Linked DNA regions of Mus musculus: region 2 is linked to region 1. A link is a contact called in public Hi-C data. All regions are on one chromosome and are shown on one strand. Each heading gives the region's core, a stretch centred on a gene start, on an enhancer-like site or on the middle of the called end of the contact. The rest is flanking DNA. Distances are from core to core; before and after follow the strand shown. Region 1 overlaps Usp53 (ubiquitin specific peptidase 53). Region 2 overlaps Synpo2 (synaptopodin 2).

Evidence for each region. A called contact is a pair of places that touch in the nucleus more often than the background predicts.
Region 2: a contact with region 1 is called in a Hi-C map of uterus, with 4 times the contacts expected there. The contact joins two enhancer-like sites. A contact is called at or near these places in 1 of 15 datasets of contacts at CTCF or cohesin (the NIH/3T3 cell line), 25 of 484 Hi-C or Micro-C datasets (B cells, CD4 T cells, DN2 thymocytes and 18 more), 5 of 115 datasets of contacts at active chromatin or transcription factors (the 230-238 cell line, embryonic stem cells and heart atrium) and 3 of 9 other capture datasets (adipose tissue, liver and pancreatic islet).

What each region holds. Positions count from the first base shown.
Region 1 is chr3:122,941,409-122,946,747 of GRCm38.p6, reverse strand. All of the region lies in intron 14 of Usp53 (ubiquitin specific peptidase 53), which reads left to right. Among named protein-coding and RNA genes, the nearest start is that of 1810037I17Rik, 20 kb to the right of the region's middle. Within about 2 kb of position 3,172, at least 35 of the 459 cell types and tissues checked have an H3K27ac peak or open chromatin away from gene starts, as enhancers often do. A contact at or near this core is called in uterus, where this site is marked.
Region 2 is chr3:123,083,314-123,088,652 of GRCm38.p6, reverse strand. The region is part of intron 4 of Synpo2 (synaptopodin 2); the gene reads left to right. Among named protein-coding and RNA genes, the nearest start is that of Myoz2, 51 kb to the right of the region's middle. Within about 2 kb of position 1,977, at least 14 of the 459 cell types and tissues checked have an H3K27ac peak or open chromatin away from gene starts, as enhancers often do. A contact at or near this core is called in uterus, where this site is marked.

The sequences.
Region 1 (5,339 bases), core at 1,923-4,422:
AAATGCATTTTCTTTTGGTATGCATGTGTCATAATAACAGGATAAAGAAATCAAACTTTTATGCCTACTGTCTAGTCATGTGTGCTTTTCACATTTGTTTCACAATAGTGATTTTAGTTCATCACTCTGAGGAGCTGAATAGCCTGTTAAAATACACTCTAAAATTGACTTGGTGTGTATGTATGTGCACACAGAGAGTTCATAATGGCAGCAGCTGTATCATATTCAAAAGATGTCTAAAGGTATATAGTTAGGTTGTTTATTTGAGATATTTCTGATTTTTTTACTATCAGTACTTAGAGCTATAAACTTTAGGACTATCATGTATCCCATGGGTTTTAGTATATTGTGTCTTCATTTTTCATTCAATTCTAGGAATTTTTCAGTTTCCTTCTTGATTTCTTTTATGTTCCATTCATTCAATATTGTGCTGTTTATTTTACATGAATTTGTGTATTTTCTATAATTTCTCTTGCTATCGATTTGTAGTCTTACTACCTTGTGATCTCAGATAAAATATAAAAGAGATTGCTTTACTTTCTCTGTATTAAGGCTTGCTTTGTATCCTAGTTTGTAATTCCATTTTGGAGAAGGTATCATGGATGTCTAAGAAGAGTTTGTGTTCTGTAGAATTTTGGTGGGATGTTCTGAAGTGTCTCTTTGTTCCATTTGATATGTGGTGTGGCTTTATTATCTGATGACTGTAATGGTGAAAGTCTGAGATAGTGAAGTCACCAACTATTACTGCAGTATGATAAATTTGTGTTTTTATTAAAGAAGCATATGTTTAATGAAATTTGGTGAGCCTGTATTTGGTGCATTTAGAATTGTAATATCCTAGTTGGGCTGTTTCTTTACAGATTTTGAACTGTCTTTATATCTTCTGGTTAGATTTAACTCTGAAGTCTTTTTTTATAGGTATTTGAATAGGGATGTCTGCTTTTTCTCAGTCCTATTTGTTTCTAAAAACTCCCACCCTTTTACCTTAAGACAATGTATCTTTGATGGCAGAGTATATTTCTTAGAAGCAACAAAAGGAAGGGTTCTGTTTTCTAATCCTATCTGCTAGATTCTCTCTGTGCCTAGGACATAAAAGTGTATGTTGATTCTTTTCTTTCTGTTGATTTTGTAGGGTTTTTTTTTTTTGTTTGTTTGTTTGTTGGGTTGGTTGCTTGGTTTTTTTGTTTTGGTTTGGCTTTGGTTTTGGTCCTCTTGTATAACTTGTCTTTCTTTGACTATGTTTCTTTCCTTTTAATCTTTCCTTTCTGTCTGAAAAATTCCTCACAGTAGCCTCTATTAGGCTAGTTATTTGGTCATAAGTTACATTTAGCTTGCCTTTGTAATGCTAAATTTTCCTTTCTCCTTCATTTAGGATAGATAGTTTTGTTGGGTATATTGACAGTTGTGGTTTTTAAGAATTTGAGTTGCGTATTTTTCCAAGTCTTCAAGCTTTTAAGGTTTCCTCTGAGAAGTTAGCAATTATTTTGATGGGCTTGTCTTAGTATGTCACTTGATCCTTTTTGCATATAGCTTATAATGTGCTAACTTTGTTTTGTATATTTAGTGTTTTAACTCTGTGACATGGCTGTTTCTTTTCTAGTCCAACTTGGTCCTTATTGCTTGCAGCTTTTAATGTACTTTCTTTGTTCTATAAATTTAGTGTTTTAACTCTGTAGCATGGGTGTTTCTTTTATTATCCTGTCTGTATGATGTTTTTGTATCTGGATAGGCATTTCTCTTCCAAGATTTGGGAAATGATCTTCTGTGATTTTTACTGAAAACATTTCCTATTCTTCTCCTTCCATGCCCATAATTCATTAATTTGCCTTTCATAGTGTCCTAAAGATTTTCCCTAAGTATATATCTGTGTGATCCTATTCCTCTCCTTTGCCTTCATGTCCTGAAGTTCTGTCCCCCATGTGATCCCTTCTATTGGCAGGGCTTTTCACTGCACTTTGACTTGACCTATTGTGTTTTTCATTTCTATCAGTTTGTTTTTTCTTCAATATTTCTATTTCCTTTTGACTTCTATTTTCATAATCTAAACTGACTTCCTTCTTTTATCCAGTTTGTGTTCTTGAATATATGCATGTTCTCTTTAGCTTGTTATGAACTTATTTTGAATTGTGTGTCAGGAACTTTATCTAGATCATGGGTACTATACTGTGGGAGTTGTGACAGTTTGGATACGATATGGAGGAAAGAAAGGAGGACATGAGCACCAGGAAACAGAGTGGCCTGCCACAGTTACTATTTCTCTATAAATAAGGAAGAGCTGTAGAGAATACATGCTGGATTTTCTGCTGATTCCCTGACCTTGTGGGATGACCTAGGGTGGAGACTGAAGTCTCTGCACTCCCTAACCTCAGATGGCAAACCATAACTGAGGCCAGAGTATAGAGAGGCTCCCTACTTTAAATTGTGAACCAAAAGTGAGACCAAAGTGCCAGAGCATCCCCTTATCCCAAATGGAAAACCCGAGCTGGCTCCTTTCCATAGGGGAAGACCATGCCTGAGACTTTTAAAGGAGTGAGAAAAGGAAACATCATCAGCCGGGATATACAGGTTCTAGGTTACAGTATTAGTTAGGTTTAGTGTTGCTGTGATATACCTGATAAGGCAGCTTGAGTTACCTGGGCTTATAGCTTGAGAGTATTAAATACCTGTTACACTGTGACCATTGTGCACCTTGAGGATGGAGAGGGGATATACCATGAAACAGCAAAATCCTTTATTATTCTCACCAGGTAAGTGGTTGCTGATTAATCAGGACACCAGACAGGGATTCCAAAAGCTTGTTTCTTCTGACAGCCCTCGACTAGGGGCTGAAGCAGGGTTTATACACATAAAACCCATGAGCATCTGGGCCAAGTTACAGTTGTAATTTTCACCAGTCAGCACTTCGGGATTAGGGACTTTCCCAAGTGTTCCATCATTGTCAAGTGACTGAATATAAGTGGTTGTGCCCAACCAATCAAATCTATTGGTTCTTTCTGTTGTTAGGAATAGGCATTATGTTTTGAGGAACCATTGTTGCTTAGAGAGGGAGTTGGTCAGCTTAGGTAAAACGGAGTCTGAAGTAAAATGTCAGTACTTAGTCACATTCCTTTGCTTATTCCCAACAAGCTCCGCGTGGCCAGAATAGCATGACCGTGAGAACTGGAGGTAGCTGAGTCACACTGCATCTGCAGTTAGGAAGCAGGGAAAGATGAATGCTCATACTGAGACCAGGGCTGCAGTCTGTGGACTGTGCTGCCACAGTTAGCACGTGTCTTCCCACCTCAGTTCAGCAACCTTCATGTTCATGTCTAGAGATGAATTTCCTAAGTGACTCTTAACATATTAACTGTCATACTTACAAGTGGTAATATCTTCAAGATTTCAGTGTCTTGTCACAGTCTATACCTTATTCATACATGTGTACTGAGGGTCAGCACAGGGTATCTTCCTAGGTGCCAGTGTCTCACAGAAGCAGTGTAGTTGTAGGAATGAAAAGACCATACAACACAGAATCATCTCTGGGCTCTTCAAACATTACACTAGAAGTGGCACTTCTAGTGCCACTAGAAGTTGGACTTATACCCACCGTCCATGGCAATGCTTCAAGCAATCCTAGTTTTAAGGATGGCAACATGAGTTTTCTAAGTGCTGGAACTGAACTAAGTATGTATAATAACTGCAACAATGCCAGGGACAGTGGGAGAGTGTGGGTTTACGGATGCCTGTGTAATAGCTACAATGATACCATAGGTGTTAAGAAAGATTAACAAGTGATCATTAGAAAAGCTTTAGTTTGGAAATTATGCAGTGATATGGCATTGTTACAGGTGATATGCTAAAAATATATAGTAGCTTGTAAGCCAAACAAACATGAGCGCTTGTGGTGGGAGAAGAGGGGCTGTGCTGTTAAAATAAAGGAAACTGTTCTGAAGTTTTAGAACTCAAAGAAAGGAGGTGTAAATTTTCACAGTGAGCAGCCACAAACCAATTATAAAACATTTTAGTCCTTGTTTGTGTTTGTGGAGATTATTTTTCAGGTTACAAGCCTTGAAAATGATTATTTGCTAATTTATTTTGTTTTCATCAAATGTATGCTATCAGGAGGAAACACTATATTAAGGAAATAACTTTCCTTTCCCATATCAAAATGCCTGGCTTGTTTTAAAAGTCTGATAAAAGTCTAAGTAACCAAGTATTACAGGAAACAGTAAAAGGCTGGCCAGAAATCACAGCAGGACTCAGTGAAAGGAACAATTCCTGCAAGTTCAGTAAATGCTCCTTGCTTCCTGATGGCTACAAAACACAGGCCATAGAGAGTTTGATGATGAAAACTCCATTGTTTTGCAGTGAGTTTACACATTTCATATGTGTGAGTGTGTGTTGTTGCACTACACACTCACTTTTATTTCAGTAAAGAACTCTTTAAAAAGCTCAACATTGTAATTGTTTTTATGTCATTAAGTACTTTTACACTGTACAATTGTCACCACCATCCATCTCCCAAATGACCTTATCAAGACCCCAACTCTACAGGCTCCCCTCCACCCCCAAGAAACTGGCAGCTATCATTTTGGTTTGGTTGGTTTGTTTTGTCATCAGTTTGGCTGTTCATGGTGCCTCGTTTAAGTAGGCTTGTGTTTATCCTTTCATAATGACCACAAGGGTTAACCATGTTGTAACACATAAATATGTCTGTCATTTTTTCTTTTATTTTTGAGATAATAATATAATTACATCATTTTCCGTTTCCCTTCCCTCCCTCCAGGCCCTCACATGTATCCTTCCTTGCTCTCTTTCAAATTCATGGAAGCTTTTTTTTTTTCATTAATTGCTGTTACAAAAATATATGTGTGTACATATGTGTGTTTTGTATATGTACATACATATATATTCTTAAATACATATAATTTGTTGAGCCTAGATTGTTATTTGTACATTTTCAGATATTAACATTTGATATTGGATAACCAGCTAGTGTGTTCCTCTCTGGACAAGACTGTTTCTCCTGCTCTCAATATTCCATAGTTGCCTGCGATTCTTTGTGTAGGGCTGAGTACTCCCAAACCTTCCCCTATCCAGGATAGCATTCTATTGTTATTTTGTAAGGACTTCATTTTCTTATAGCTAATCCATTCCTCTCTTGGTGGGCATTTGAGCTGTTGCTACACTTTAGCTATTGTGAACACTGTTACTGTGAACATTGGTTTGCAAGTGTATGTTCCAGTCTTCCTTACCAGTGTTTTAGTGCCTATCCAAAGGACAATTGCCAAATCCTCCTGTGGTAGCTCATTTTCTCTCTTCTCTTCTCTTCTCTCCCCTCCCCTCCTCTCCTCTTTTTT
Region 2 (5,339 bases), core at 728-3,227, 140 kb before region 1:
AATGTTATGAGAGATGGTTACTGTATGCCTGTTGTTTGTACCCCAGGCTGACCTTGAACTTGTTCTGCATCTGGTGATGACCTTGAACCTTGACCTTTCTAGCTCTATTTCCCAAGTGCTGGAATTACAGGCCTAGGTCATCATGATTTTAACCGATTCTTCGTGTATGTTAGGCAAGTCCTCTGCCAACCCAGCTCCAGTATCAGAGTCCAACGTTTTGTTGTTTGATTGGTTGGTTTTTAGTTTGTTTGTTTTACAAATGTCTCCCCGTGCAATTTCACATTTTGCTTTCCGTAAAGTCTACCATTCTACTATGAATGATGAACACTTGAGTTTGTTCTCTTTGAGACAGGAATCCTTATGGAGCTCTAGCTGACCTGGAAACCACTATGTAGCCCAGGCCTGCCCTTAATTTGCAGTGATCCTCTTGCCTTTGTCCCCTGAATTCTGAGATTACAAGTGTGACAGCTGAAAGAGTCAGATGCAGATATTTGTACCCAACCAATGGACAAAAGCAACTGGCCCCTGTTGTCAAATTAGAGAAAGACTGGAAGAAGCTGAGGAGAAGAGAGATTGCTCCTGTAGGAGGACCAGCAGTCTCAATTAATCTAGACCCCTGAGATCTCTCAAACACTGCACCACCAAACAGACAGCATACACTAGCTGATGTGAGGCCCCCAACACACATATAGTAGAGGACTGCCGGGTCTGTGTTCATTCAGAGATGATGCACCTAACCCTCAAGAGACTGGAGGCCACAGGGAGTTTAGAGGTCAGGTGGGGTGGAGGTGGGGACATCCACATGGAGACAGGATGGGGTGGGGAGGAGGTGTGGGATGTGGAGCAGTCGAAGGTAGATGGGGGGGGTGATAAAATATGGAGTATAAAAAAATTAATTAATTAAAACAAAAACCCCTCTGAGCCAGGCATAGCTCAGTGGCAGAACAGTTGCCTAGGATAAGCAAAGCCCTGAGTTCAATTCTTAGGACAGAGAGAAAGAAAAAGGACTGAAAAAGACCTCTGCTGTGAGACTCCCTGTGCTCAGCTCCTCACACTAACTGTCCTTAGCTTTTGACCTGAGGGGAGGCTACTTACCTTGTTCAAGTGCAAGAGGTACACAGATAGAAAACAGAGATGATGATAGTGTCCGGTTCATGGGTCTGTGTTGAGAATTGTATGAAGCTGTCCACAGAAGCAATGAACACGCACTGCCTGATACACAATGATAAACAATGTATTCATGTCATCTATAATTAAAGGCAAAAGTAGAAAAATATTATTTAGTATTCGCTCCTCTTGTGGGATATATTACCCCACCTGGCTCATGAGTTCAGTGAGCATCTTGTAGTCTTTACTGTATTAAAAATATTGAGCTATTTTAAGATTGGTACACATAAAAGGATTAGCGTGTACTCTTATGGGTTAAAGAACCAAATGCTCTAAATATAGGATTGACTGACCCATGTAAGTTATTGTCATATCTGCCAGATGACATGGACCCATGGGCAGAGTGACGGATAGTTTAACTTAGCCCCCGGGTTGGTTCTGGGTATGTGTGAGTACACACAGTTATGTGTGTGCATGCCCACATGTGTGTGTGCGTGTATTTCAAAATGTTTCTACATTAACCTTACTTGACAAACTGAAAGAAGAACATAGAAAATGGAAGTCAGGGACAAGATGGTGAAAGTGATCAAATGCGTATTGAGGGGCAGAAGTTAGAACCTAAAGTCTGTAAAGAAGTAGACGCCAGCTGTCTGTGCTAAGTCATGTCTGTAAGCCCAGCACTCAAGGGACTAAAATAGAAGGGCCACTCAGAGGGCCAACCTCAGCTACAGAGTGAGACCCTGCTTTGAGCCAACCAACCAACCACTGGGGAGAAGGAGAAAGAAGAGAAAAAGAGTGTTGAGAGATTGTGTTTCTGAGGCACCAGGATCAACAACCAGGTAAAGCCAGGAACGGAGGTGTGGTTCAGTATAAGGAGGAAGTCCCCAGGCCAAGGATGCATGATGCCCTGGAAGGAAATTAGTCCTTTTCTGCAAGGCAGGGCCTGCGCAAGTTGTAAAGTCTCTCCTCTTAAGACCATTGAAAGTTTCTAGACGTTTTCCTTGAAAATAATTTGTAGACTAAAATTCTATTCCATGTTTAGCCCATATTTTAACACAGAAAACTATGATAAAGGGCTTTGTACTTAGCTGGCTGGAAATGGCGTGTGCATGCATGCAGAACGATAGTGAAGCTGGCGTCTTAGCCAAGAAACCCCAGAGAGGAGCGGCTGCGCACTAACCCGAGTTCAGAACAGAGCAGTAGGCTTTACAAAGATAACAATGGCGCGCTACTTCTGCAGGGCTCGCATCCTCAGCCAGGTCCCTGTGACTGTACGTACCAGAACGTGGATACAGACAGTGGAGGGCAGGGGCTCAGAAACCCTGGCCTTCACTTCAGACCATGTAGGAGAAGAATTTTTGAGTGGAGTCTGAGATGAGCTGACCTGAAAGGCGGTGTGAGGACAGCTAATGGGTCAGAGAGGGCTGTGACCTGACACGCTCAGGAAATCTGGAAAGGGAGAACACAGGTTGGCAAGCAGTTTTGGCAAAGAACCAGGAAGTTTGCTGCCTCGTGCCCACAAATGGTATGTGTTTCCCCATGGACCAGGAGAGGTCAGGAGCAAATGAGAGGTGACTGGAAGTCTCTAGGCTCCGGAGGGGGCAGATGGGTCCGAGCAGCTAGCTACAAGCTAAAGTAGACAGCTTCCTAGCTGAATCCAGAAGAGTTTCAAATTACCTCCTAGAATGCACAGAAACGGCTCATGTATCAATTGTTGCTGAGATGAAGTATGAAGACCAAGAGCAACCCGGGAAAGAAGGTTCGTTTCATCTTAGCGCTCCCAGGTCATACTCTATCACTGAGCAGGTCAGGGCAAGCACCCGAGGCAGGAACCGAAACAAAGGCTATGGATGAAGGCTGCTTATGACTTGCTCCCTCTGGCTTAGCCTGCTTTCTTATACACCCCAGGACACCCTGTCCAAGACCGGCACCACCCACAATGGGATGGCTCCTCCCATATCACAGGTTCATCAAGAAAATGCCTTACAAAGTTGCCTTCAAGCAACCTGGTGATGGTATCTTCTCAACTGAGGCTCCTCTTTCTTTCTTTTTTTTTTTTATATACATTTTTTATTAGGTATTTTCCTCATTTACATTTCCAATGCTATCCCAAAAGTCCCCCACACCCTCCCACCCACCCACTCCCACTTTTTGGCCCTGGTGTTCCCCTGTACTGGGGCATATAAAGTTTGCAAGTCCAATGGGCCTCTCTTTCCAGTGATGGCCTACTAGGCCATCTTTTGATACATATGCAGCTAGAGTCAAGAGCTCTGGGGTACTGGTTAGTTCATAATGTTGTTCCACCTATAGGGTTGCAGATCCCTTTAGCTCCTTGGGTACTTTCTCTAGCTCCTCCATTGGGGGCCCTGTGATCCATCCAATAGCTGACTGTGAGCATCCACTTCTGTGTTTGCTAGGCCCTGGCATAGTCTCACAAGAGACAGCTATATCTGGGTCCTTTCAGCAAAATCTTGCTAGTGTATGCAATGGTGTCAGCGTTTGGAAGCTGATTATGGGATGGATCCCTGGATATGGCAGTCTCTAGATGGTGAGGCTCCTCTTTCAAAATAACTCTAGGTTTTTGTTTGTTTGTTTGTTTTTGGTTTTTTGTTTTTGTTTGTTTGTTTGTTTGTTTTGTTTTTTTTTGTTTTTTTTTTTTTTTTGAGACAGGGTTTCTCTGTGTAGCCCTGGCTGTCCTGGAACTCATTTTGTAGACCAGGCTGGCCTCAAACTCAGAAATCTGCCTGCCTGCCTCCCGAGTGCTGGGATTAAAGGTGTGCGCCACCACACACACACACACACACACACACACACACACACACACACACACACACATTCTCTCTCTCTCTCTTTCTCTTTCTTTCTCTCTCTCTCTCTCTCTCTCTCACACACACACACACACACCACACACATTCTCTCTCTCTCTCTCTTTCTCTCTCTGTCTCTCTCTCTCTCTCTGTCTCTCTCTCTCTCTCTCTCTCACACACACACACACACACACACACACCACTCCACATTAAGCAAGAATTAAGAACCATGGGCTAGGTCCTCAGGGAGCAGTCTTGTGTCTTTATTATGAAATCTCCCCCTCTCAAACTGTCTGTTTCCAAGACCTAAAAGCCTGAAGATGGGGTTGCTGAAAAAAAAAAAAAAAAAAAACTCCTTTTCTCTTTGCTTTTCTTTATCCTCGCCCATTACACCAGGGAGTCAGAGCAAGGTGGGAGAGGAAACGAGTACATGGAGAAAGGACGGGAACCCCTTCTCTTAAAGTTAAAATTAGAGCTTAGACAGAGGTGGAGCCTTTAAGACTGGTTTGGGCAACTTGAATAGCTACAGAACTGTCCTTAGAAGTAAACAGGATGCCAGAACCTGTTTGGTTTGGGCAACGGAAAGATCTCTTTCCCTTTGTTAAACACAACTTCAAAGATAATGGAGCAAAGAGAAACAATTTGACGGGGTCACCAGGAAAGCCAACTTGACAGATTAGTTACTAATACATGATAAATACTCTCTAACCAAAAATATCTTTCATTTGGGCTAGTCAGAACAGCTCAGTGGGTAAAAACAGCTGCCATGCAAGCCTGCTGTGAATTTAGTCCTCCATCACACAGGAGGAAAGAACCCACTCTTGAAAACTGTCTTCTAACCTCCACACTGAGGAAGTGCCGTGTCACTCACACACACACATACACATATACACTATAATATGGCGTTCTTTGATTCCTCTGATAACAATAAAGCACACAGTAGAGGCCACAGTCCACAGGGTTAGGCTGGCGTTCGACCACGCCATCAAACTTCAAAACCGAAGAAATACCTCTGGTATTTTCGGGTCCTTTAGTCATTTCTGGATCAAGGCATGTCTCATGGCTTCAGTTAGCAGCTAAGTAGAGGGCAGCAGGAGCCTGGACAGAGATGGACAGAAGGATACAATACCAACAAACAAGACATGAAGATTAAAATTAGGGATTTAGGCGAATGTGAGAATAGAAGCACTTGGTCTTTTGGGCATATGCAAAACAATTATGTACCTAAAAACGAGTTATTTATATTGTGATTATATCTCCTACCTAAGATAATTTAAAAGGTTATCCCCTCATGATTAGCAGCTAATGGACAATAAAGGTACATGTGGTGGGACCATGTAAAAAAAACAGTAGTCAGTTTATTCATAGAGACAGGCTCCTCTTCCATCGCACAATCCATGGTGCCTTCATACTCAACAAACATGC